Linked DNA regions of Sus scrofa: region 2 is linked to region 1. The links are chromatin contacts, called in public promoter capture Hi-C maps. All regions are on one chromosome and are shown on one strand. Each heading gives the region's core, a stretch centred on a gene start, on an enhancer-like site or on the middle of the called end of the contact. The rest is flanking DNA. Distances are from core to core; before and after follow the strand shown.

Region 1 (4,901 bases), core at 1,607-4,106:
TGCAAGGAGAATCATCTGTAATGGGCTGCTGAAGAAAGGATAGCCATATGACACAGGCAGAAGAGATAGTCCTAGTTTGGGTGACATAGCTGTCATTTATTATTTAGTATGGATTAGGTCCGTAAACACACCTGTCATTTAATCTTCATGACCATCCTCTGAGATGTAATTAATTATCCTCTTCTTATACCCAAGGAGTTAGGCTCAGAGAAGCAAAATAACTTCACCAAAATGAGACAAGCAAGGGGGCAGAGTCCCTTCAATTCAAGTTCAAAAATCTTCCTGCAGGGTTTTAGGGGCCTGAGAGGAGAGAGGCAACAAGGTGTGTATGGAGTCCTTCGAGAGAAACCAGATCACAGTCATGCCACAAACTCGAGGTGAGAATCTAGGAACGATTGCTGACTCCTACAATCAGTCAGTTACTGTGGGAAATGGAATTTTTTTGGCTGTCTTTGATAAGGCCCCAGCCATTCATATATTCTTTCAGAGGTTTTGAAAAAAAAATTTTTTTTTTTTTTTTGGTCTTTTTGCTATTTCTTGGGCCGCTCCCGCGGCATATGGAGATTCCCAGGCTAGGGGTCCAATCGGAGCTGTAGCCACTGGCCTACATCAGGGCCACAGCAACATGGGATCCGAGCCGCGTCTGCAACCTACACCACAGCTCACGGCAACGTCGGATCGTTAACCCACTGAGCAAGGGCAGGGATCGAACCCGCAACCTCATGGTTCCCAGTCGGATTTGTTAACCACTGCGCCACGACGGGAACTCCAAAAAAAATTTTTTTTTAAATATATATTGAGGGAGGAGACCTTTAGTGGGGTCTTCTGGGCTTGTTTCTATAATTTACTTCTCAGTATCTTCCAGACTCTGAGGGCTAACCTTAAGATCAGTGTTGAATAAACACTCCCTTGAAAGGGCTGGAAATTTACGCACACCTGCAACTATGTGGAAAAGTAACTAAAACCTGCCCTTCTGATTCAACATTAACTGAAATCTAGCTACCTATGTTGAAAGTGAAATAAATGCAAGAAGTCAAAAGTTTAAAAGAGGAAAGAAGAATGAGTTAGAACATTTTATATCATTGCAAATTCAATATGCCATTACTGCATATGGTCTTTATGGAACATATATTCTGCTTCCCTATTTGCTATATATGCATTTTTGCACATATTTTCACATTTAAAAATCAGGGAATTCCTAATTTCCAATTATTTATAATTTCATCATAAGTACCTTTCCTTTGACTCAAACTCTGTGCAAACATGCTACTTCCCCCCAAGGGAATTGCAAATAAAGCTAAACTTATCCTAACCATCTACATCTTGGTAAAAATACTAGTGAAAATGGAGGCGAGAATATGACTGTAGTAGGCACTCTTTGGGTAGGGGGTGGGGAGGAAAGGAGATCTAACCAAAGTGGTAGTTTTCTGCAGGAATAGGTACTGCATTTGGGAAGTTCTAGTTTAGGCGTGTTAATCTAGGCTGGTTGGGTGTCTTTCTAGTTCCCGCCCTATCCCGAACCCCCAGGCGCCAACACCAGGTGGCGCTCGCATCGTTGCAATGCAGCGAACTGAACCCTTGGATTTTGTCTCCTAAAAAGTTGTACCCGCTGCCTGACCCAAGATAGTCGAGATCACTGGAGCGCGGAAGCAAAACGGCGGTTGTCTCGGGCCCCATCCTGTGGCCAGACTTGAGGCCCATTTGGAAAAGGACCGACGGAAGAAGGGTGGCGGTAGGGGCTGGAGAGGGCCCTTTGCACTCCAACTGTAGGACGAGCGGGGAAGTTCAGAGCACGGTATTAGCGGATTCAAATATCAGAAAATTTGGGGAAAGCAGAGGAGGTGGCTTGGGAAGGTTGGAATATCCGAAGGACTCCCTTGAAAGGGAGTGGGTGGGTCACGGCCCCTTTTTCTGTATTCTCAGTTGGGCATGGTGGAAGCACGTTTGAGGACCCTTTAAGAGTTCCACTTGCCCTGTCTCTCCTCGCCATCATCAGCCTTCAGTGGGAATGAAACACCTGCTTGTCAGTTTTCCAAGACAAGAGAGTATTTTTTCAAAAAAGTGGCTTCTTGATAATTCTCAGTTGTTGTACCTCCCTCGCCAACATTTGTGCGCACACAACAAGCTGGATTGTAAAGACGCCGCGGGAAGGAGAGGGCGGTCGTTCTCAAGGTTAAAAAATGAGTAATGATGACTTTCCAAGGAGCCCAGCGGATGACCGCGCAGGGCCGAATCCCTGGAGACCTAGCGCAGGGCTCTGGCGCGCCTCGTGGTAGAGCCTGGCGGAGGGTGGCCTCCACAGACCAGGACCACCAGGGTGTTTGATAAATGCAGATTCCCTGGGCTAAGCCCAGACCTGTTGAAACAGGATCTCTACGAGTGAGCATATGCACTTTGGGAAGTCCAACCCCTGGACACAGCCAACATGCGTCCTTTAAAGCATACAGAAATGTCTTTTTCAACACTTGTGATTCTCCTGCACATTAAAGTTTGAACATCGCTGCTTTGGCGTTTTATTACCCTTGATCGGGAAAAGGAAAGGAGAGGAGGGGAGAAAAGGTACTACTTCTTTCCAGCGAGTGTGGCTCCCGAGCGCAGGGTCCTTGACCAGGCTGGTATTTGGGAATAGGGAAGTGGGTACACTCGCACCTGCGTAAGGAAGGGCTCCAGATCTGGTAAAGCAATCGCAGGGTCTTCTGGTTCAGCAACAAGCCCCTCGCTAGCCTTGGCGAGAGTGGAGGGGCAGAAGCTGCTCTTTCCTAGCCCGCTGCGGCGCGCACCTGGGGCGGCCGCCAGGTCTGGGCTGGCGCTCGAACGGCGCTGGGCTGGCTCCTCGCAGCATCTTTTGTGGGGCCAGGGTTGGGGAGAAGAGGAGGAGGGAAAGTGTGTGTGTGGGGGGGGACGCTTTAGGGACGTAGGCCTGCCTCCCATCACCCCAACCCCCGCCCCCGCGGCCACCTTCCGCTTTATAATTGGCCGCCGGCGGGCTTTCCTTTCCTCTTATCTGATTCTGGGCAGAAGGGAAGCACTGGAGAAGAGGAGGCGGCTTTGAGTGGCCAGGGCTGGGAGCAGGGGAGAGTAGGGGAGAAGGGGAGGGATAGGGGCCAATTAAAAGGGGGCGAGGGGCGGGAAGCGCGCGAGAGCTGTGCGCCACCACGAACCTGTTCGCGGCGGATCTTGGATCTTCCTTAGGCACCCAGAGGTCCCCTACCTGGGCTGAAACTTTGCTCTGAACAGGTCAGTTCCAGTCTTTCTCTGCTCTTCCTTCGTTCGGCTTTGAAAAGTTTATTGTTGAGGAAGGGAAAGTGGAGAGGGCGAGCCACCTGCAGACGCAGTGCAATTAAGAGACCACCTCTCCTCGCGCCCGCCGGTGATGGCCCCGAACCACTGAGGTGGGATGGGGTAGTGCACCCAGATGCCTCCTCGCAGGGGGTCACTGGACAGGGAGATTGCAGGCACTGTGTGAAGATGCCTTGTGTTGCTCTCAGGAGCTTTTCCCTCTGTGCTTAAGTGCTGTGAGCGCGCGGCGGGAAGGAGCAGGTTTGGCTTCGAGACAGTAAAGACTCCAGCATTTTCAAGTAGAAGGGGCTTCATAAAAGTGACCATTCTGGTGAAAGGGGGGGGGGCTTTAGGGTTTGTTTTGGAGGGATGTATACAAATAGAAAGCACGGGGTTGCTCGGGAGAACAGTCGATGGAGCTCACAGAGGACAAAACTCACCCAGCCCCCAGTGAGTGATTGGCTCTAGGGGCCAGGTGCCAGATGCAAACAAGAGGGAGCACATCGAGCGCATCAATGCAGGATGTTGGCATTAGTAGTAGCTCTTAAACATCTCTGCACCAGGAAGTCTGAATGCTTAGCGCAGTTTTGCTTTGGTGTCTGGATGCAGGAGGTTTCAGCTTTATGATGCACCACCACGCTGTGATATTGGAGGGTCTTCTCCACTCTGGCTTTTCCACCTCTCCCCTCCTCCCCTCCTTTTATCTCTCTGGACTGCTGGCTGCTCTGACCTCCCTAGTTCGCAGCGCATGGACGGAGATACATCTGGTGGAGCTGGGCTTTAGCGTGCACCACACACAGGCAAGACTGGATTAGGGGCCAGCCAAAAGCAGCCGGCACTGGGCCACTGGAGTGGCCTTAGTCCTAAGCAGAGGTCTGAACACTGCCTGCAAGTCCAGGGCACAGGCACTCGGATTTTGGAGCTGGGTTCTCGGGTCCTCTGTGTGAAGAACACCCTGTGATGTGCCAAGTTCAGGGTTGAGCCTCCCGGGTCCGTTCTGCTTAAGCTTTGGGCTTGTCCTTAGGACAAATGGCCCTAAGGTTCAAATGGAGCTTTGTGCAGCTTTCACAAGGACCTGGATCTCCCCCACCCCCCAACTGCTTCTGGAGCTACAGCTGAGAGCCTCACTAGCTTTGGAAGTTTTGGATTCCCTTCTGGGAATTTCGGAGAGTCCACTGCCCACAGCAGCAGAAGAGGGTGGGAAGGGGCAGAAACAAATATGTGAATAAGACCTAGGTGGCTCTGTGGGGAGCAGAAACGAGAAAGGGTTTTCCCTGAAACTCTGGGGCCCCTCAGCTTCAGAGGGTCAGAGAGGGCACTTCCTACTTGCAACATGTGAGAGAGAGGCCCTGCCCACATACAGCAGATAGGCTTAAGCTGGATCCAGTGAGGAGAACAGGTGTTATGTTTCTGACAGGGTGGTCCAGTTCTGCCTGTGGAGAACCCATTGGTAAATGTAAAAGGAGTGGATGAATGAATGCGTGGATGGTGTTTGTATGTTTGTTTCAAAAGAGCAACTTAGATGGATTTCCTTTGAACCTGGTCCCAAGGGCATGGTTACTATAAAATAGACTTTAAGATAGTAAACACACACACACACACACACACATATTCTTCTCTGG
Region 2 (5,280 bases), core at 553-3,052, 240 kb before region 1:
GTGACTGCAACCATGTGTATGTCACAGCTGCTACTCAGATTCAATCCCTGGACCAGGAATTTCCATATGCCCTGGGTGCAGAAAAAAAAAAAAGAAAAGAAAAAGGTGGTGGAAGAAAAACTAATTATAAATAATAAAGGTGATTGAGATTAATGAAAAAGGAGTTGATTCAAGCAGTTCTCTTTGTCCATAAAATATTTAATCCTCCTAGCCCAATTCATTTAAGTAAAAGCTAAAAACCTGAAACAGGAGACTGTAAATATATGTATTTTTTTGAAATAAGCTTTCATTTAATTTCCTCTCTTGTTTAGTTTCCTGGTCCTAAAATGTTTAATAGTCCCAAGTGCCTACTCTTAACATTTATTTCTACATTACACTATCCCCACTTTCAAATATTTTGTTTAAAACAACTACCCCTTTCCCCTGGAAAAAAAAAAAATTTAAAACACACGTTTTCAAACCCTTCTAGTTTCTGCCAGCCAGATTAACTGCAGCTGGACAAAGAAGGTCCTCACACCCGAAGTCCTTTCTCAAATCCCTGCCAACTCAGCTGGAATAAAGCCCCGCTGAATGATGTTCTCCTTCCGTTCCCTCAAAGATACTTTACTGCTAGCATCTGAATACTGGCCAGTTAACTATAATACTGTTAGATGGGTACAGTGGGAAAACTGAAAGACAGCCTAAAGGATTCAACTTAAAGGATCCTACAAGAGAACATACTCCCTGATAACATGCAGGTGCTGGAGGAAAGACAGTGCAGAAGAGAATTAAACCAGAGACTACAACTCCTCATTTTCAGGGACCGCACAGGGACTCCTCCTCTATGTTTTTTAACCCAAGGTCTTGCCGCAACTGTGTAGCTGGCCTAGAATTAGAAACAGCTTCACATTCCTACTGAGTGCCCCCCAGCAAGTCTGTTTCTTGAGGGCCTTCCACAATTACGAGGCTATACAAATGGCTTTAAATTCATTCCCCCACAGTCGTATCTACTTTCTGAGTAAAATAAATATAAGTAGAAGGCAAGAAGAACCCTATAAATATTAGATACTACCACTGCACTTTAAGGTGGAATGGCAAGGTGTTCTTTGAGTCCCTGGCCTCACAGTTAACATCCCCAAATCTTCCCTGAGGTTCTACTTCCTGATTTGTTTCCCCTGACAGAGGCCAACAAGACCAGCTGAAGCAGTCCTGTTTATCCCCGCAGTGCTTGGACTCCTCGGGAAAAGGCGGCGAGCTGGGAATCAAGCCACCGGCCTGCTGTGAGGCCCCCGTCAAATCAATGCATCTCTCCGGCCCAGTTTCCCCGCAGGAAAATGAGGTGGCTGGCACCAGGCTGAATACGCGGCAGACCCGGATCCGGCTCACCTGCGTCCCGCCTCCAGCTGCTGGCACAGTGCAGGCTCCAGCTGGAGCAGGCAGTAGTCGCCGGCGGCGGCGCTGGCCCCAGGGCCGAAGCCCAAGCAGTGCACCGTGGGCAGCAGCTCGGCCGTGTTCACCTTGGCGATCTGCAGCGTCGCGTCCACCTCGTCGCGGGTCCTCTTCATCGTTGTGCAGGGGCCGCCAGCTCAGGGTAAGAGAACCTAGACCCCGCAGGACTCTGACCCAGAGAAACAAGTAGAATGGAGTCTGTTTTAAAAGTGCGCCAAGGCAGCTGGGGGCGGGTTTCCGGGGCGGGGCGCGCCGCGGGGGCGTTCCCCCGGCAGGTCCGAAAGCTTCAGGGTACTCGGGCCTTCCGACACCGGGTCACCATCGGCAGAGCATCGACTGTTGCTGGGAGGAAAGGCGGCTTCTGCCGGGGGCCTCGGCGGAAGCGGGCGAGAGCTGAGCGTAGACCCCGCGGTGCTCCACGTGGAACCCTCACCCGCCCCTTCCGCTGCGCTCCTCCCCATCCTGTTTCCCGCCAATATTATCTCCATCTCCACGCCATTAAAACTGTCTCATCTTCCACCGGTGGCGGCCTTGTGATAAGCATTTTGCGTGCACCATTTCCTGACTCCTTCACCACAACTCTGTGAAGGGGACGCTTTTAAATTCCTTTTTGCAAAATGAGGAAGCAAGCTCCTTGCCCCTGGCGGCACAGCCAGGAGGTAGTAAAGTCTGATTCCAGGCTGGTCTATTAGGTCTCTAAAAACTTCCAGCCGGGTTTGTGTAAACACCTTGGACCGGAAACGAGGACCTTGTGGAATAGACAGCGTCTTACTTCTTTGAGTCTGGGAACCATCCATCATATGTGGGAGTCTAAGGCTTGGACTAGATCCATCCATTCGTTGAGTACCTAGCTTGTGGCGGGGGCCGGCGGTGGGGAGTAGCAGCTGAGGGGCTGAGACCCTTGTCAAGAGGAAAGTAGCTTCCTGGGGCTGGGAAGGCTCTGCTGCCTCCTGGGGAGACAAACTCACACTATAGGATGTGTAAAGTGCTCTGAAGTGACTTGTATATCAAGACAAGATCATTTTTCCTGGAGCAGATCTACACAAGCTCAGGCACACAGTATGCAGATTTAGATCTGATATATTTGACTGCTTCTCTGCCAAATTTTTTGTGTATTGAACACTCTTGTATTTTGTTGCTTCTTATTTTCTTTCACTGCCTTTGTGTTTGTTGGATTTTTTTCTTTAGCGATGTGGAAGGTCTGTATCCCATTCTGTCTCCCCCTCTTCCTCTTCAAGCCTTCTTTCTAGTATCAGACACAAGGGCCTCCTCCAAGATTTTTGCTTTCTGCCACTTGTGGCTCTGTTTGCCTATCACATTCTCTCCTTTCTTTGCCCAGTTCGTACCTATTCATTCTCTTGATGAGCACTGTCTGATAGAACTTTCTAAGATGCTGGAAATGTTCTTTTTTCTTTTTCATCTTTTCAGGGCCACACCTGTGGCATATGGAGGTTCCCAGGCTGGAGGTCTAATTGGAGCTACAGCTGCCGTCCGACACCACAGCAACAGCAACAAGGGATCCGAGCCGCCTCTGCAACCTACACCACAGCTCGTGGCAACACCAGATCCTTAACCCACTGAGCGATGCCAGGGATCGAACCCACAACCTCATGGTTCCTAGTCAGATTCGTTTCCTCTGCGCCAGGACGGGAACACCAGTGTTGGAAATGTTCTGTATCTGTTCAGTCCAGTTTGGTAGCTCCTAAGCCTCATGAGGCTTTTGATGACTTGGGATGTAGATACTGTGAGTGAGGAATTTTAATTTTTATTTAATTTTAGTTAATTTAAATTTAAGTTCCCATTTTGGCTCAGCCGCTTAAGGACCCGACACTGTCTCTGTGAGGTTGTGAGTTTGATCCCTGGCATCGTGTTCCTGGGTGCATTAAGTATCTGGTGGTTGTCTTAAGCTGCAGTGTAGGTCACAGATGCAGCTTGGATCCGTATTGCTGTGGCTGTGGAGTGGACCTCAGCTCCATTCAACCACTAGCCCAGGAACTTCCATATGCAGCTGGAAAGGAAAAAAAAAAAAAGTAAATAGTTACAGGGGCTCTTACATTGGCTCTGAGTCAATAGTCACTCCTCAGAAATCTTTCTCTGACCTCCCTAATCAGGTCAAGCCTGTCAAATATATATCTCGTGGGAATAGGTACCTCTCATTCCTAGATATTAAGTAAGTTGTAATTTTACATTTTTATGATTACTTAATGTGGGGTTTTGAGGATCTGGGGGTTTTGTCTCTAGGAGTGTAAGGCTATACACTTCCATAGGATATGTTTTTGGCCATCATTAAGCAGAGTGCCCAGCACATAATGAATGGATCCTCAAATATATTTGCTAAAAAGTTGAATGAATGAATAAATGAATGAGCTGTGATGATGTTTACCTCTTAGGAGGGGAGTGCAAAGGGGATAATTTATAATTTATCTTTACTGTATAAATTTTAACACTGAGAGCATATTTATGCATTAAATATGTATAGCTAAATACATTTAAAATAATTTCCCTTGGGTTATTGCAAAACCCAACATACTGACAAAAAACTTCAATGGACAGTTAATACATGAGGAAAGAAGGGAGGGAGATGGGAAAAAGAAAAATTTGTGGCACAGATTGAAGGGAGATAAATGTAGAAAACCAGTAAGATCGCAAATGAATGGTGAGAGTGGCTGGGTTTGAGAAATAGTTTTTGAGATTGAATGGACAACAGCGGCTACTTGATTAAACATAGAGAGTAAGAGAGAGGAAAGAATGAAGGACAAATTCTAGATTCTTGCATGAGCAAGTGCATTTCCCCTCATTTACAACATATTGTAGGAAGCCTAGGAATGAGTGAGGTGAGCTCTGGTTTTGAGATGTGGAGATTGACTTGCTATGAGAATATACCTGTGACAACATCCCTTGATGTTAGATCTAGAAGTTGGAGTTTGAATAAAGGTCTGGCCAGGAGTTCAAAGATAAAGATGTTAAATGCACATACATGGTAATTACAAGGGAGCCTGAAGTTGAGACTGAAGTTGAGCAGGACCCTGTAGGACCTTCCCCAGGACAGACCTCCTCCCTTCCTCTCATTTATAGAAAAGTCTTAGCCTCCTAGGCCTTTACCAAGTTCTGAAGAGCAAACAATCAGAGAAGAGAGATGACACAGAAACAAAAGAAAACAGTCAAGCAAGAAAAAATAATAGCCATAAAAGAAATGTAATTGACTTTCTTTTATGATTAAAAGAAAAATCCTCGAGTTCCTGTTGTGGTTCAGTGGTTAACGAATCCGACTAGGAACCATGAGGTTGCAGGTTTGATCCCTGGCCTTGCTCCGTGGGTTAAGGATCCAGCGTTGCCATGAGCTGTGACGTAGGTTGCAGACGCGGCTCGGATCCCGCGTTGCTGTGGCTCTGGTGTAGGCCGTTGGCTACAGCTCTGATTTGACCCCTAGCCTGGGAACCTCCATGTGCCGCAGGAGCGGCCCAAGAAATGGCAAAAAGACAAAAAAGAAAGAAAGAAAGAAAGATTCTGCTCAAGGTCTATAGATAATATCCTGAGCCATATCCTTGAGTTGTTTCTCAGATACTAAAAACCCCACCAGGTGGAAGATGTTAACTGCTGACCACCAGCATGTAGACCCCAGGTGGGTTAGAGCAAGAAAGTTGATGATGTTGACTCCTGAAATACCACCCAATCAGAAGAATTGTGCATGAGCTGATTACACACGCTGTGCTCGCTCCCTTACACTGTCTTTAAAAGCTGTTCCCTGAAAACCAGTGGAGATTTGGGGCCTTTCAAGTATAAACTGACTGTTCTCCTTGGTCCCAGGTTGGGCACCTTGCAATAAACATTGACTTCCTGGAGTTCCGGTTG

What was found. Promoter capture Hi-C pulls out the DNA fragments that hold promoters and counts their contacts.
Region 2: a contact with region 1 is called in a promoter capture Hi-C map of fetal liver, with 3 times the contacts expected there. The contact joins the promoter of DSCC1 here to the promoter of COL14A1 in region 1. A contact is called at or near these places in 1 of 5 promoter capture datasets (fetal liver), 2 of 47 Hi-C or Micro-C datasets (blood and embryonic fibroblasts) and 2 of 2 datasets of contacts at active chromatin or transcription factors (alveolar macrophages and skeletal muscle).

The regions. Positions count from the first base shown.
Region 1 is chr4:18,923,066-18,927,966 of Sscrofa11.1, reverse strand. COL14A1 (collagen alpha-1(XIV) chain) reads left to right here and starts at 2,856. Exons shown (of 48, transcript XM_013996512.2): 1 at 2,856-3,237.
Region 2 is chr4:19,157,585-19,162,864 of Sscrofa11.1, reverse strand. It overlaps DSCC1 (sister chromatid cohesion protein DCC1), which reads right to left and starts at 1,802. Exons shown (of 9, transcript XM_021090559.1): 1 at 1,366-1,802. The coding sequence starts at 1,544. DEPTOR (DEP domain-containing mTOR-interacting protein) reads left to right here. Exons shown (of 12, transcript XM_021090558.1): 3 at 1,162-1,570.